Regions from separate parts of the Zea mays genome. Here all the other regions are linked to region 3. The links are chromatin contacts, called in public Hi-C and HiChIP or PLAC-seq maps. All regions are on one chromosome and are shown on one strand. Each heading gives the region's core, a stretch centred on a gene start, on an enhancer-like site or on the middle of the called end of the contact. The rest is flanking DNA. Distances are from core to core; before and after follow the strand shown.

Evidence for each region. A called contact is a pair of places that touch in the nucleus more often than the background predicts. HiChIP or PLAC-seq counts read pairs in DNA pulled down with a chosen protein or histone mark.
Region 1: a Hi-C map of leaf shows a contact between it and region 3, with 6 times the contacts expected there. The contact joins the promoter of LOC100278675 here to the promoter of PPR10 in region 3. A contact is called at or near these places in 2 of 25 Hi-C or Micro-C datasets (both in leaf) and 1 of 3 datasets of contacts at active chromatin or transcription factors (leaf).
Region 2: a contact with region 3 is called in an H3K4me3 HiChIP or PLAC-seq map of leaf, with 5 times the contacts expected there. The contact joins the promoter of LOC103629684 here to the promoter of PPR10 in region 3. A contact is called at or near these places in 6 of 25 Hi-C or Micro-C datasets (ear, leaf, root tip and 1 more) and 1 of 3 datasets of contacts at active chromatin or transcription factors (leaf).

The regions. Positions count from the first base shown.
Region 1 is chr6:104,775,415-104,780,007 of Zm-B73-REFERENCE-NAM-5.0, forward strand. It overlaps LOC100278675, which reads left to right and starts at 2,306. Exons shown (of 2, transcript NM_001151874.2): 1 at 2,306-2,582; 2 at 3,267-3,776. The coding sequence starts at 2,489. The coding sequence ends at 3,466.
Region 2 is chr6:104,649,433-104,653,973 of Zm-B73-REFERENCE-NAM-5.0, forward strand. LOC103629684 (RNA-directed DNA polymerase (reverse transcriptase)) reads left to right here and starts at 3,249. Exons shown (of 3, transcript XM_020539364.1): 1 at 3,249-4,541. The coding sequence starts at 3,826.
Region 3 is chr6:105,117,745-105,122,296 of Zm-B73-REFERENCE-NAM-5.0, forward strand. It overlaps PPR10 (Pentatricopeptide repeat-containing protein 10, chloroplastic), which reads right to left and starts at 1,923. Exons shown (of 1, transcript NM_001163740.1): 1 at 1-1,923. The coding sequence starts at 1,756. It overlaps LOC103629688 (fasciclin-like arabinogalactan protein 14), which reads left to right and starts at 3,238. Exons shown (of 1, transcript XM_008650802.4): 1 at 3,238-4,552. The coding sequence starts at 3,330. The coding sequence ends at 4,157.

The sequences.
Region 1 (4,593 bases), core at 1,056-3,555, 340 kb before region 3:
TATAGTATGGTCAAAGGACTATCATTCATTGCACTAAGTGTTCAACAACTCTATTGACATTTAGAACTAGCCTAACCTTAATCTTCTCGCTCATGCTTTTAAAACCGACAATCAATTGATTTCTATCAATAGATGCATAAAAAAACACATAAGCCCAATTAATCTCTATTGTTATAACCTAACTTACATTGTTTTTATAAAACACGTGTTAGTCACAATAATATAATATTATCATTAATCACTGAACCTCAACTAGACCTAGATGCTTTTCAGTCATAGATATTGCTTTTGCTTCTACTATTAGATTAAAGCTCTCAAGTTTGTTATTGCAATGGACTTGCTTCACAAACAATTCAGTTGTATAGAAACAATCCATTCACAAATGCAGTGTCTCTCTTTCTCTCTATCTGCGTGGCCTGACTTGCCAATTGCTCAGTATCATAGCAGCGAGTATGCATGATGGTCAGGTAGAGGTAGGTACCTTTTGTCCCTGTTATCTGTATAATGGACCGCCTTTAAAATTGGTAGCTACATCAGCAGCAAGCGGTTTGATCCTATCAGTATGATGAAGAGCACACTGGTATGTAGGTTTTACTATCTTATTGGATGGGATGTTCCCACTATCGTCAGATTTCCAATCATGTTGAAATGATTCATGCAGGCAGGGCCTGTCTGCTTGTCTCCTTGTTGGCTGATTACGTAGCCTAGAACTCCTTGACATTGTCATTTTCTGCATTCTGGATAAGCATTGAAAGGATTTGTTTCCTCCCCAATAGAAATACTGGATATAAAAGGCGTCCGAATTATGGTTGAATAGTTTATCTGGGTATTCTGGGTGCTGAACAGTTTTAGCTGATGCATGTGATGGCTGTACAGCTCATGCATAGGATAAATATATGGAACCAATAGTACCAGATGAGCAACTGCCGCAATATATCCATAGCCATGTGGTTTTCTGCTTCTCGCTCCCTCACATTTCAGGCATATGGGGGAAGAGGATCTGGTCCATGGAACCGAGAACAGCATATTTATTTGCTCCGCCAGGCAGCAGCCAAAGGGCATTTATAGTGTACAGACATCAAAACGGCTATTAAGTACAAGAGACAACTAAAAGACTATATTATATAATGAGGTGTCTATAAATATAGTCCATTAATAAATATAGAAATAAATGTGTTTGTATAACATCGGATTGATAGAACAGATAACAAATTCGTACAGTGGGAAATGTGAGTCGTCTGTTGATACTTGGTTTAGGAGCCAAAGACGTCTCTCCTTAACGTTTTTTTTTTTGCAAATATTTCTTTAAACACCTCGAGAATCTATACATTAAACATAAACATACATGCCCTAATGCGCAGGGCACCTTGGTCCACCATGCCATGCCGTCGACGAGGACAGCTAGCGGGCGGGGAGATCTTGGCCCATATCGTCGCTTCAAATCTACAGCAACTCCTCAGTGCCGTCTGCCGTGCCGCCGTCGCTTCATCTGCAGCAAAGATTGCTACATACTTTCTCTGTTTCTTTTTAGTTGTCGTTGGATAGTTCAATTTTGCACTATCCAGCGACAACTAAAACGAAATCGAGGGAGTACTACTTATCTAGCTAGTTACCAATGATATGGGCAATAATTGGTGGCCTCATTTCCGGCAAGCCATCTTCACATCGGATACGCCGGGGGGCGGCCGAGCGGGGGTGAAGCCTTGTGGGCGTCGGTACGGGCATGAACAGAGAACAGCACAGCACCACTCCCTCCGATCCAGTTCCAGAAACCTACCCATCGTTCAGCTGTGTGTGGAAGTCAACAGTTCACAGGCAGTGTGAAAAATGTCACGCCTTTCCGCTCGCCAACTGGAGCTACTACTACGAAACGAAACGTACGTGCGTACGTACGTAGATGGATTTTCCAGCTTTTCTTTTCTTTTCTTGAAGAACTTGATGTGGAACTTGGATGCACAGTCCTCTAGTCCTGCGCAGACAGGCACATGATGGTTCTTGACGTTGCGTTTGCACGCACGGCAGGAGCACTTTGGCGACATTTTACGCCACAGCAGTGGTTTGACGCCTGTGAGCCAGCACCTAGAGGATCCTCGCCCGATCGCGAGAACGGAGATGCGAAATTCTGCTCTGAAAGATTCATGTGAAACACTCTCATCTGCTATACAAAAAAAAAAAGAGTATAGGTCAAGCTGTACTGTACTGTACACTCACTCAACAACGTAGCAGCTGACCCCAAATGCCAAATGGTTGAGGAAACCTGTAGATCCCAAGCCATATAAAAACGCTCTACTACTCTGTCGGCAGTGGCAGGCAGGCAGGCGGGGCAAAGGTAGTGCTAGTAGTACTAGTGCTTCGCGAGAGACCGATCGGCTCCGGTCGGTCAGATATAAGCAAAGGCAGCGGCGGTGGCGGCGGCCAGCCGAGCCGTGCGCCGGCGGGTAGGCGGCGGCGCCACCACCAGCAGCAGCAGCAGATCGGGACGCGCGTCATGGCCTGGTGGCGCGCGAGGGTGGTCGCGTCCGTGCGCCGCGCCTGGCTCGCCGTCGCCGTCGCCGCCGCGCGCGCGCGCGTCCGCAAGGGCGGTAAGCAGGCCTTCTAGCTTCCTTCTCAGTTCCTATGCACGGCACGCACCGCACGGCAGCGGCGTAACCGTGTTCGTTCGAGCAGAAGCTTATTAGTCATGACACGAATCTCCTGCGCGAACGCGAAGCCACTAGCCACGTTTTTAAGGATTCGCACAACGCCATCGGAAGCTTTTGGAGCTCTTTTTTCATAGAATTGGTGGTGTATGCTTTTTTGGGCGACGAGCACGAAACTGCTTGCAACGTCGGCAGCAGATCTACTGCAGCAGTAGAACGCAACAAAAAAACTTTACCTTGTTTCTCGACACAGCAACAAAAGGAGAGAGATGAAAAAAAAATAGATCACAACAAACAAACAAATTATTTGAGGCGATGGGGTAATGGTCCCTGGGCGCCAAGATCCATGATATGCTTGCTATCTATCTCGCTCCCAAGTCCCAACCGCCCGTCTGGAGTGGAGTCAGTGTACGCAGCCAACTAGACCGTGGACCACCCAATCCCCTTCGCGATTCTTGTGGCTCATCGTCCGATCTTTCATCTCCCCTCACCGGAATAATCTCTTTTTTTTTAACCTCAAGTTTTGATTTTTTTACTGAAGTTTTGATTTGAGCAGTAAAAAATAAGTAATCTCTTAATCCTTTTCCCCCACCCTAATCTTTTCCCAAACAAATTGGAGCAATGCAGAGTGTGGTGGCGTCCTGAGCCTCCACCGGGACGTGCAGACCTGCGGGTACCAGGACGTGCAGGTGATGTGGAACATGCTGAGCTCGGAGAAGGAGGCCGCGGCCGGCGCGCTGCCGAAGCCGCCGCGGCGGAAGCGACCGTCGTCGGTCTGGAGGCTGCCGCTCTGGCCCGTCCGGTCGCCCCGCGCCGCCCCGGGGTGAGGCGGCGGCAGCAGCAGCATCGCCGACGGAATGGTACTCCTGGTTGGTTTCCCATGGGCGAGTAGGAGGACATCGTCCTGACCATGGCACGTCGTCGTCCACCTCCCAGGCGAGGCCTACCAAGATCGTGAGTGTGAGACTCCCATCCCAGGCCTGAATGGATCGCGTGTAGGTAGTATAAGGGCTTGCCGCTTTCCTGCCTACTGTACAGTTTGGTTTGGGTATGTACAGCGCGCTACTCCTGTATCCTATATATGGCTTGTGCCATCTGGTGCTTCATTCTCATATGAAGTTCTGAGCTTAGGTTGCCCAGAGCTTGGTGCGCTGCTTAACTTCAGTCTGAATTACTCATCTGTCGTGTGCCTTTGTTCTTGGCATGTACGCCTAGCGATGTGGAAAGGCCGGTGCATCCGTAGCTCTTGTGGAGCATTATTTCTGAAGAAATTGGCTAAGACCTTGTTTGGTTATTCTCAATCCATATGGATTATTTTATGAGATTAAAAAAATTAAGAAATTTTTTTAACTTTTTTATTTAAACTTACTTAATCTTGTCTAATTCATACGGGTTGAGATCAAACCGAACATACTCTAAGGACATGTTCGTTTCGATTACAATCCATATAGATTGGACGACGGAATTGAGTGGATTTGAATCCATAACAAGTCAAAATTCTTCATAATATTTTTTAATCTCATCCAATCCATATCGAATAGGAATAACCGAATAAGACTTAAGCTTTTTTAAGAACCCGCCCAGGTTTGAGACAAATTATAGAAAACATGATTTCGTTGGCGATTAGTTTTTTTAGGGCTTGTTCGGATATTCTCGTATTCACCTCAATACACGTGGATTGAGCTGAACTTAGGTGTAAATTAGTTTAAGTTATATCATAATCCACCTTAATACACATGGATTTGGGTGAATATGAGAGTATCGAAATATAGCCTTGTCGGGGACCATAATTAGGGGTACCCTCAAGGCTCCTAAATCTCAGCTGGTAACCCCCATCAGCACAAAGCTGCAAAGGCCTGATGGGTGCGATTAAGTCAAGGATCGGTCCATTCGAGGGACGCGATCACGCCTCGCCCGAGCCCAGCCTCGGGCAAGGGCAGCCGACCCCGGAGGA
Region 2 (4,541 bases), core at 1,999-4,498, 470 kb before region 3:
TATTGAGGCATTACATTATATGGGCATTCCTCCCCCTAATGCCGAGATGTTCTAAAAGCATATAGATAAAATCCCCAACCACAATCATCTAGTTGTGGCCAATGTATGCTATTGTGGTGATTTATTTGGGAAATCTCACGCACATTACAGATCGAGGTTTTATGCAGTGAGCTTTGGACTTAGATTAATGTAGTGGCATGAATACTACATATTTTTCCTTCAACATGAAGGGTTAGTCTCAACATCCAGCGAGACACGCAACAACAAGTTGCTTCGTGGTTACAATTCTGCAAACTTATTGTTATTATTACCAAGTGCATAGTCAATCATTAAGATTTAGACTAACATGCACAACACTATTTTATCCATAAGGGTCCTTCAGGGGCTCATGCATACCATTCGTCGTTTGGAGCCATTAGTTGACTTCAGATCAACAAGTAAAATGACCATCAGGGTCTAGCGCTCACAAGGACATTCACTGGTTGTATTGTGCTTTGAGGCACATAGGAAAAATGTGTGTGCTTATATTGGTAGTAAAGTGCACAACATTAGGCCAATGCTGTCAAGCAAAAATTTTTATACGCAGAGATGTATACTCCAGCTCGTTTTTATCACTGCCCATGGTTTACCCAATTACTCATACAACTCTGAAATTGGGTATTGATTTATGCAATATTTTTAGGTATTATACTTTTGAGAGAGAACTAATAACAATAGTCAATTTTTTGTGATGCTGCCAGCAGAGCAAACATTTCTCCTCATATTATATACCAACTTGTTCTATAAAGCATTATTTCGATCTCTTCATTGTTCAGCAAAAAGAGAAGCTTTAGAATAGAACAAACAAGGCCAAGAATTCATTTTTATCTGGAAAAATCACCATATAACTAGCTTTTCATGAAACAAATGATGATAACTGCTTGGCATGAACGAAACAAGACTGGTATCCGCCTAGGATCCGTCTTCAACGACATATAGTACTGCTCTCATACGAAGAAATCATCAGGGGTAGAGAGGATACAACAGGTCTCTACAAGATCTTCATATTTCCATCACAAATTATCATCACTAGTAGTCTAGTGGTCAAGACATATGGCTCTTCTGGCTCCGAGGACCAAGGACATGTTAATGTCTAATTTAGCTTCAAGCTCTGTGGTGATGTGGGATTTCATAGTTATTTGTCTACTCTTCTCACTTCTGGTAGATCGGTGGTAGATAATGGTAAGCATGCCAAAGGGTGGAATTCAGTGTAGTTCGGCTACATAAACCCCAGGTATGTGTCCATTTAGGACTGACCTTTACCATTTAGCTTATAGTGTATACCATACCAGTCAAAGGACTATTCCAAGTCAATTCAACGACTATAAGTATTTACAATTCTGAGAGATGTATGCAAAGCATAGAGGTCCTAGATAGGACGAGTAAAGTAGTTTGACGGGAACACACAATGGTTTTTCACACAAACATTGTAAAAAAAATCTCAGAATTACCTTTCGATGTACTCGCAACTTCGTGTTGCTAAAGTACTAGCCATTTATCTCAAAGTTCGCTTCATGCCATTCAGCGACAAATAGCAATGTGCCAACATCTGGTTGAGCAATGTATGACTGAGATTCTAGCATTTATTCATCTGACAAGGTCTTATTGCTTACTAATAAAATTTCAATTTGTGATGTTTTCTGTGCCAAAAAAAGGCTTTCATGCATTAATATTGAATTTCTTCAGGTTACTTCGGGTAAAACTTTATGCAGTAGGAGAGAGCAGAGATTTAACCTATCTGTGTTTCATTGTATTTCGATTTAATTTCCCAGATTTAATATAGTTGTTATGGCCACTTGGCGATATATATAAATATACGATGCCACACAACACAATCAAACAAAATATAGAGTGAAAACAAAATTGTTTACGAAGGTTGCGCATAATGTGACTTTAGGGGCTTGAACGACACACCACAATCCACGCAAGTACAAACTCTAGCGTTCTGGCGTCAACGTATGTGTGGCCATCAGTGCAACAACAATACAACAAGCCTTTATAACAAGCGCAACAAGCGCAATTGTGGCTCGGTAGTCGGGGTACACAATAAGTCCACACAACGTGCACAACAGGTGCAACTGTGGCTTGATGATCATGACAGACGGACAGTGCCTGCAGGGCATACGAAAAATGTGTGACTCGACGATGGCGGTCCGACTCAACAGGAGCGGTCCGATTAAGCGAGACTACGGCATAGCAATCACATGACGCAGCCAATGTCATAACTCAGTCAATTAACAACGCAGTCTGTTCGGCATGTCTGAGTACCCATTATACAATTTAATTGCTCAATGTGAGTCCGAAAGCTCAAAGCGACACAAATACTTAGAGCAATTTGATTTATGCGTAGTATAACCACATGTATTTCAAATAATTTTCTGCTATTTACTACAGGAAATAAAACAGAAAATAATACCGAAATTAATACACGAACATAAACACATCGAGTGCAAAAAGGTATTTTCTCATTTTGAAGCATATATTATTTTTTTGCTAATTATTTACTACAGGAAATAATTAAATAAGGTAGAAATTGTAACATAAAACATGCTTCATTCTATTTGTTATTTATAACAGTAAGTAAATAGAATAGATAAATTATACCAAACTTGATTAATCTAAAAGGTTTTTTTTTGGAAAATCGTAAGGCCCTGAGTTATAAGTCTATTATTTTACTTTTTTCAACCAACAAGCTGCCATAGCCCTTTTTATTTCTTTGAACCGCTGTGCAAGCACGCACGTTTGTTTACGGCCATGCAGCCTCGCGACCAGGAAGAAGCCCCATGGAAAATCGACCTCGATCTTATCTAGCCAAAATGGAGAGGAAAGAAATGGTCCACGCGAAGGACCCGCTCGTGGGAAACGCCCACGCCATCTCCATCTTTCATAGGCTAACGGTACAGCAGTACAGGCACATAGGCTCCATGTGCACCATCGCATAGGCTTCGTACGGCTGCAAATTCATATCCGCATGCGGCCAGCCATGGTGAAGCCCACAAGCAAGTCGTTGCATGACACAAATTAGCTTTCCTCTTTTTTTCTAAGAAAGTCAACCGCCATGCAAGACACGACTCTAACCGCCATGCAAGGAAACGTTAATCGCCCAAAAGCCATGCAAGCCTATTTTTTTCTCCGTCTCTAACCGCCCAGCCACCAGAGCCACCCCTACTCCACCAGGGAGTGTCCTAGTCGCCGCATGGAGGATCTGTGCGCTGGGGCCTGGGGCTTGAGGGCGGCCCGCCGCTGGATCTACTCGCTGGGCTAGTGGGCGGTCGAGCCGCCATCAGATCTGACAGGCAGCATGCATACGGGCTCACAAGCGATATACGCGATGAACAGTAAATTGCAGATCCACTCAAAATTTCATACCGTGATTCCTGGTTCGACAAACGGGAACGAAGCCTGTCGCGTAGGACAGTTCGGCAAGGCCGGGACCTGCCGGCGTGACGGAGAGTCGGTGCCGATAGGATCCACGAGTCGGGGTAGAGCAGTGCTGATAACGTGTTGAGAACTACGTTGCCGCAGATCACCAGATCTGCTCCCTTCCCTCCCGTCAGCAGTAGAGGCACAAGAAGCTGTAGAGAACCCGTCTCCCTTCCCAGAAGCACGACAGAGTAACACACGAGACACAGGATATAGTGTTGGGCCATTGGCCTCTTTCTCTTCTTTGTATTATGAGGTGGTGTACAAGTTCCTTATATAGAGATGTGAAACCCCTCAGAGATAAAGCAGATATTTGTCCACATAACCCTAACTAGGGTTACTTAACCTAAACAAGGCTGCCCCATGCACGATAGTCGGGCCGTTCTCACTGCTCAGCCCAAATTGCGCACGCTGCCGCGTGCTCGCGCGTCGGCCCGTTCTCATTGTTCGGCCCAAATCGCGCGCTACGGTCCCTCATCCCTTCCCTGTCGACGCAGCCGCGCAGCGATCGGACCTTCCTCCCGCCCGGCCGCCGCAGCGAGCAGCACGTCCACCTTCTCCATCTACACGCCGCTCATGCTCCACCGCCTCGCCCACACCCGCGTGTGCCACTTCTTCATCATCCCCACACCCCGCGCGTTCTCCAACGCTCCCGCTGCCACTCCACCCGCTGCGCCGCCGCTCTCGGCCGCGGACCTCGAGCAACTCCTCCGCCGCTGTCACTACTCTGCCTCCAGCCACCGCTTCCACTCTCTTCTCCCCCTCCTCTCGCACCCCTCCGTCCTCCTCTCCTGCGCGCTCCACCTAAGCCACCGCGCGCACCCATCCCTCCCCGTCCCGCCCCAGCCCCCACCAATCACCATTGCCGCCGCTGCCGCCGCGTTCTCATCCCCATCATCCCACCTCCGCCTCCTCCTCCCGTCCCGCATCAAGGGCCAGCCGCTTCCCGTCCCCACGCTACCGCTCCGCCTCGCTTTGCGCTGCGCCGCCTCCGTCCTCGACGCCGTGTTCGCCCCGCGCGCAGCCACCTTCGCTTACCGCGGCCGCCACACAGCTGTCCGATACCTCAAGTCCATTCC
Region 3 (4,552 bases), core at 673-3,172:
CTTGAAACGCCGTCTCCATGCCATCCAGTCGCCGGCACTTGAAATTGGCGATGACAAGGGTCCTCAGGATCACCCAGCTTGGGAAAACGGCACCTGATCCGTACACCTCGTTCTCGATCGCGGCTATCCCTGCCACGTTGCCCCCCTTCGCGTAGCACTGGAGCAGCAGCGAATACGACTGCTCGTTCGGCTTGAACCCCTTGGTCCTCATTTTGCTTACGATCGACTGGGCGGTGGACCAGTCGCCCTGCCGCGACAGCACGTTCAGCAACGCGTTGTACGTGGTGATGCAGGGGGTGAATCCAGCGCTGGTCATCTCGTTGTACATCTTGAAGGCATTAGTCCTCGAGCCACACCGGCCGTACGCAGCTATCAGGGTGTTGTAGGTGTCTCGGCTCAGTTCAACCCCGCAAGACCTCATCCCCTCCAGAACCCGGGTGACGTAGTCCTCCATGCCACGCTTCCCACAGACTGCAAGCATTGTGTTCCATGTTACCCGGTTCGGTGTGCATCCGCTCCTCGACATCTCTCCAAGCATCTCTAGCATCACCGTGAACCTTGACTTCTTGCCAAGCATGCCAAGGACAAGATTGTACGTGTTCACGTTCGGCACGAACCCGGTCTTCTTCATCTGGTCAAACAGAGCGAGCGCCTCATCCACCTTCCCAACATTCCCATAGGCTGTCATCACGGTGTTGTACGTGAATGCGTTTGGCAACAGACCCTTGGATGCCATTGTGTCCAGGCACCTGGCAGCCTCCTCGAAGAACCCAGCCCGGGCGTACGTTCCGGCGAGCTCGTTGTACGTCACAGCATCTGGCTGGCAGCCGTTCTGCTCCATCTCCCCGAGCACGCGCAGCGCCTCCGTGTAGTTCCCGGCCTTGCCGAACACCTGGAGCAACGCGTTGTACGTGACGACGCACGGGGCGTGGCCGCGGGCCTTGAGGTCCTCGAAGAACGCCACCGCCTCGTCAACCAGCCCGTCGCGGCAGCACGCGGCGATCACCGTGCTGGCGGTGAAGCCGTCGGGCTCGACCCCGGCGGCGCGCATCTCATCGAGGAGGGCGACGATCCGCGGCCACGACCGGCCCATCCGCCCGTACACGTCCAGCACGACGTTGTAGGTGACGAGCGTGGGCGCCACCCCCTGGCGCCGGAGCTCGGCGAAGAGCTCGAGCGCGCGCTCGTACCGGCCCGCGCGGGAGAGCGCGTGCAGCACGGTGGTGTAGGCGCGGACGTCGAGGCGGGAGCCCGGCGGGAGCGGCGTTTCGTCGAGCAGCGCGCAGACGGCGTCGTGCTGGCCCTCGCGGCCCAGCGCGCGGACGACCATCTCGAGCGCCGACGCGTCGGCGGCACCCTCCTTGCCTGCCCACCGGAGGAGCGCGAGCGCCCACTCCCAGTGCCCCGAGAGCTCCAGCGCCTTGAGCAGGGACGTGATGTCCGCGCGGAGGAGCTCGTCGCGGCGGGAGGCCAGGAAGGCCGCCAGCGTGGGGAGCGGGTGCGAGGAGATGGCGAGCACCAGCACCTGCGCGTCGGGGGAGAGGAAGGAGTGCGGCGGCGTCGGCGTCTGGTGCGACCGCCGCGGCGCGGGGGCCGGCGCGGGGGCGGGCGCGGTGAGGTGGAGCAGGAGCGAGTCGAGCGGGAGCGAGGAGGGGGACGGTGGCGGGGGCGCGGCCGGGAGGAGCGGGCCCCGTTTCCTCGGCCCCGCCGGGAGGGTGGGCTTGTTCGGGAACAGCCCCCTGCCGGTGGCCTCCATCGGCGGCGGCGGCGGCGCGGGTTTGCCGCTCGGTGCAGGAGCCAGGAGCGGCAGGAAACGGCTACGAGCTGGTGAGCGTGGAGGGGAGGCCCGCGCGCAGCATGCCCCCTAGGGGAAATGGGGGATTGGGTTTACGGATACGGTGGCGGGAGCGGGTGGACGGGGAGTTGGCTGGCGGGAGGAGGGCCGGCGAGGCGACTCACCCCGCTGTTTGGTATGGAAGAGGTCTGGACCTGATCGGATCAGTCAGTGGCACCGATCCCTGATCGAGTGGCGCAAATCTGCTGCCTCCGGCAGATTCTGACCACCCGCTGTCGGTCCTTCACTTTTTTCAGCTTCCGGCTACTACCAAAGATATGGGCGTGTTCGGCTGGCTACAAGCCGACACTGTTGCAGCTGTTTGGATTGCTGCAGCTGCAATCCATAGAGAGAAAAATACTGTAGAAGCCGCAGCCGCAGCAAGCCGCAGCGAACAAGCCCTATAGCTTCTCAACCAATTTCTATAAAAACCAATTTAGTTAAATTCATCAAAATCAACATAAAACATAATCAGCTAAGTTGTTGTAATAGTAAGAATAGTTACTTTCTAAAGTTTGTGAATCTTATGAACATCTTCATTTTCTACCGCAAGTAACGATACCCACATTCTCTTCACTTCTAGCAGTTCTTCTCACGGCCAGATTCAAAAAAGCTAGTCGAAAAAAAGTTAAACTAAACATACTCGACTCCCGTTTTGCGCTCTTCCCCTTTTTTCTGACCAGACACCAATCTATTTGCATCTATCCGCTTGTTGAGCTATACTATACATCAGCACACGAGCTAAAAGCTGAAGCTACAGCTGGCGACAACATGACATCTGATTTGCGCATGAATGTGTTTCAGCTTGTGCAATATAAGATACGGATGTATTGGGTGAATGTACGGATGCAGACAACCAAACATAGGCTCATGCGAATAGTATATGGCTCTGAAGCACAAAATGCCTGTCTTAGTCAGGTCAGCCCACCCCAAACCCGGGAAGGCCCATTCTCATTCTTAGACTAGGAACTTAGCTAAGGGTGCATTTGGTTCAACTACTATTTATTAAGATAACGAATTTGGATAAGCAATAAAAGTAGGGTCCAAGCGAAATGCTTTTTCAAAGTAGCTACAGAAAAACTAAACCCTTTTTATTCATCTTCTATTTTTTTAGGCAGAGAAGCAGGTTTCAAAAGCTGATCAAATGCATCATAATTCCCTCTCTTTTCTCTCTCTCTCTCTCTCACTCTCTACTAAATTGACAGTACAATGAAAAATAGGCAAGAATCCTGGTCATGACAATCATTCCTGACCACTAGCACGATCAAACTTGCCCCTGTATGTAAGGTAACATGCATGCATCATGACAGCGCCTGAAGAAGTGGTCATCGGACTGTGAGAGTGAGATCTGCAGTCTTCACTGATTCACTCTAACTGTCCAGACCTTAAACCCCTCCTGTCCTCCAATTCCTCTCGCGCTCTCTATATCTACGTGCCACACGCCGTGCGGTACCAGTGCTTGCGCGTGTACGTACGTACGTGTATCGGCGCACGCATGATGGCTCCTACCACCTCCTTGCTCGCGCTCGTGTTCCTCTTCCTCCTGCCCGCCGCCGCCGTCGCCGCCCCACCGGCTACCGGCGACGCCGCCGCCTTCAACGTGACGGAGATCCTCAGCCGGTACCCGGAGTTCAAGCTCTTCAACCTCCTCCTCAGCAAGACCCGCGTCGCGCGCGAGGTGAACCGCCGGAGCGCCGTCACCGTGCTGGTCCCGGACAACTCGGCGGTGGACTGGCTCCTGCGCCGCAGCGCCAGGCTGCCGCGCGCCGCGCTCGTGGAGCTTGTCTCCGTCCACGTTGCGCTCGACTACATCGACGCGGCCAAGCTGGCCGCGCTGCCCCGGAGCGGCCAGCCCGCCGTGGTCACCACGCTGTTCCAGACCACGGGGGCCGCGCTGAACCGCACGGGGTTCCTGAACGTCACCGCAGTAGGGCGCGCCGGCGCTGTCTTCGTATCGGCCGCGCCCGGGTCGCTGGTCAGCGCCACGTTCAGGAGGGCGGTGACCGCCCGGCCGTACAACATATCGGTGCTCCAGATCAGCAACTTCGTCGTGCCGCCGGGCGTCATCACCAGGCCGCGGCCGCCGCTGCCGTCGCCGCCCGCGCCGAGGATGAGGCAGATGGCCATCGCGCCCAGCCCTGCGCCGACGTTAGCTTCGTTGAGGCCATCTCCGACGACGCTACCGTCCTCGGAGGGCGATGCCGCGGAGGCTCCGGACACTACTGCTGAAGCGCCGACGCCGTCGCATGGTCATGTGGCGGAAGTGACCAGTTGGTGGATTGGTGCGGCCGTGGGGGTGGCATCCATGCTCGGGTACTTGTAGATTGCTCCATCTGCCTGCAACTGATCGATCGGGAGGGAATCGTCACATGCATTTTTGTAATAGCTCATGTTGCGCACCCTAGTAAGTAATTCTTATATCGCCTTTTTCTTTAGTCGATATTTGCACTTTTTTGTTTTCTTATATTATTAGGCTTCTTGGAATTATAGAGAGTAGAAATACAAATTAAAGGCCACAAAAACAAGTCGAGTATGTCGAGACAAGGACTCCGTCTGCATGTCATTTCTGATCCATGGATTCCCTACCACACCAACACACGATTCACTTGGGTCCGTGTGTCACTTGGTTTGCCCGCGCACCACATTGACATCTGGTTTGAGGTTTTGAACAATTTTGCATGAACCGATCATATTTTAGGATTCATTTTTACTTGTTTC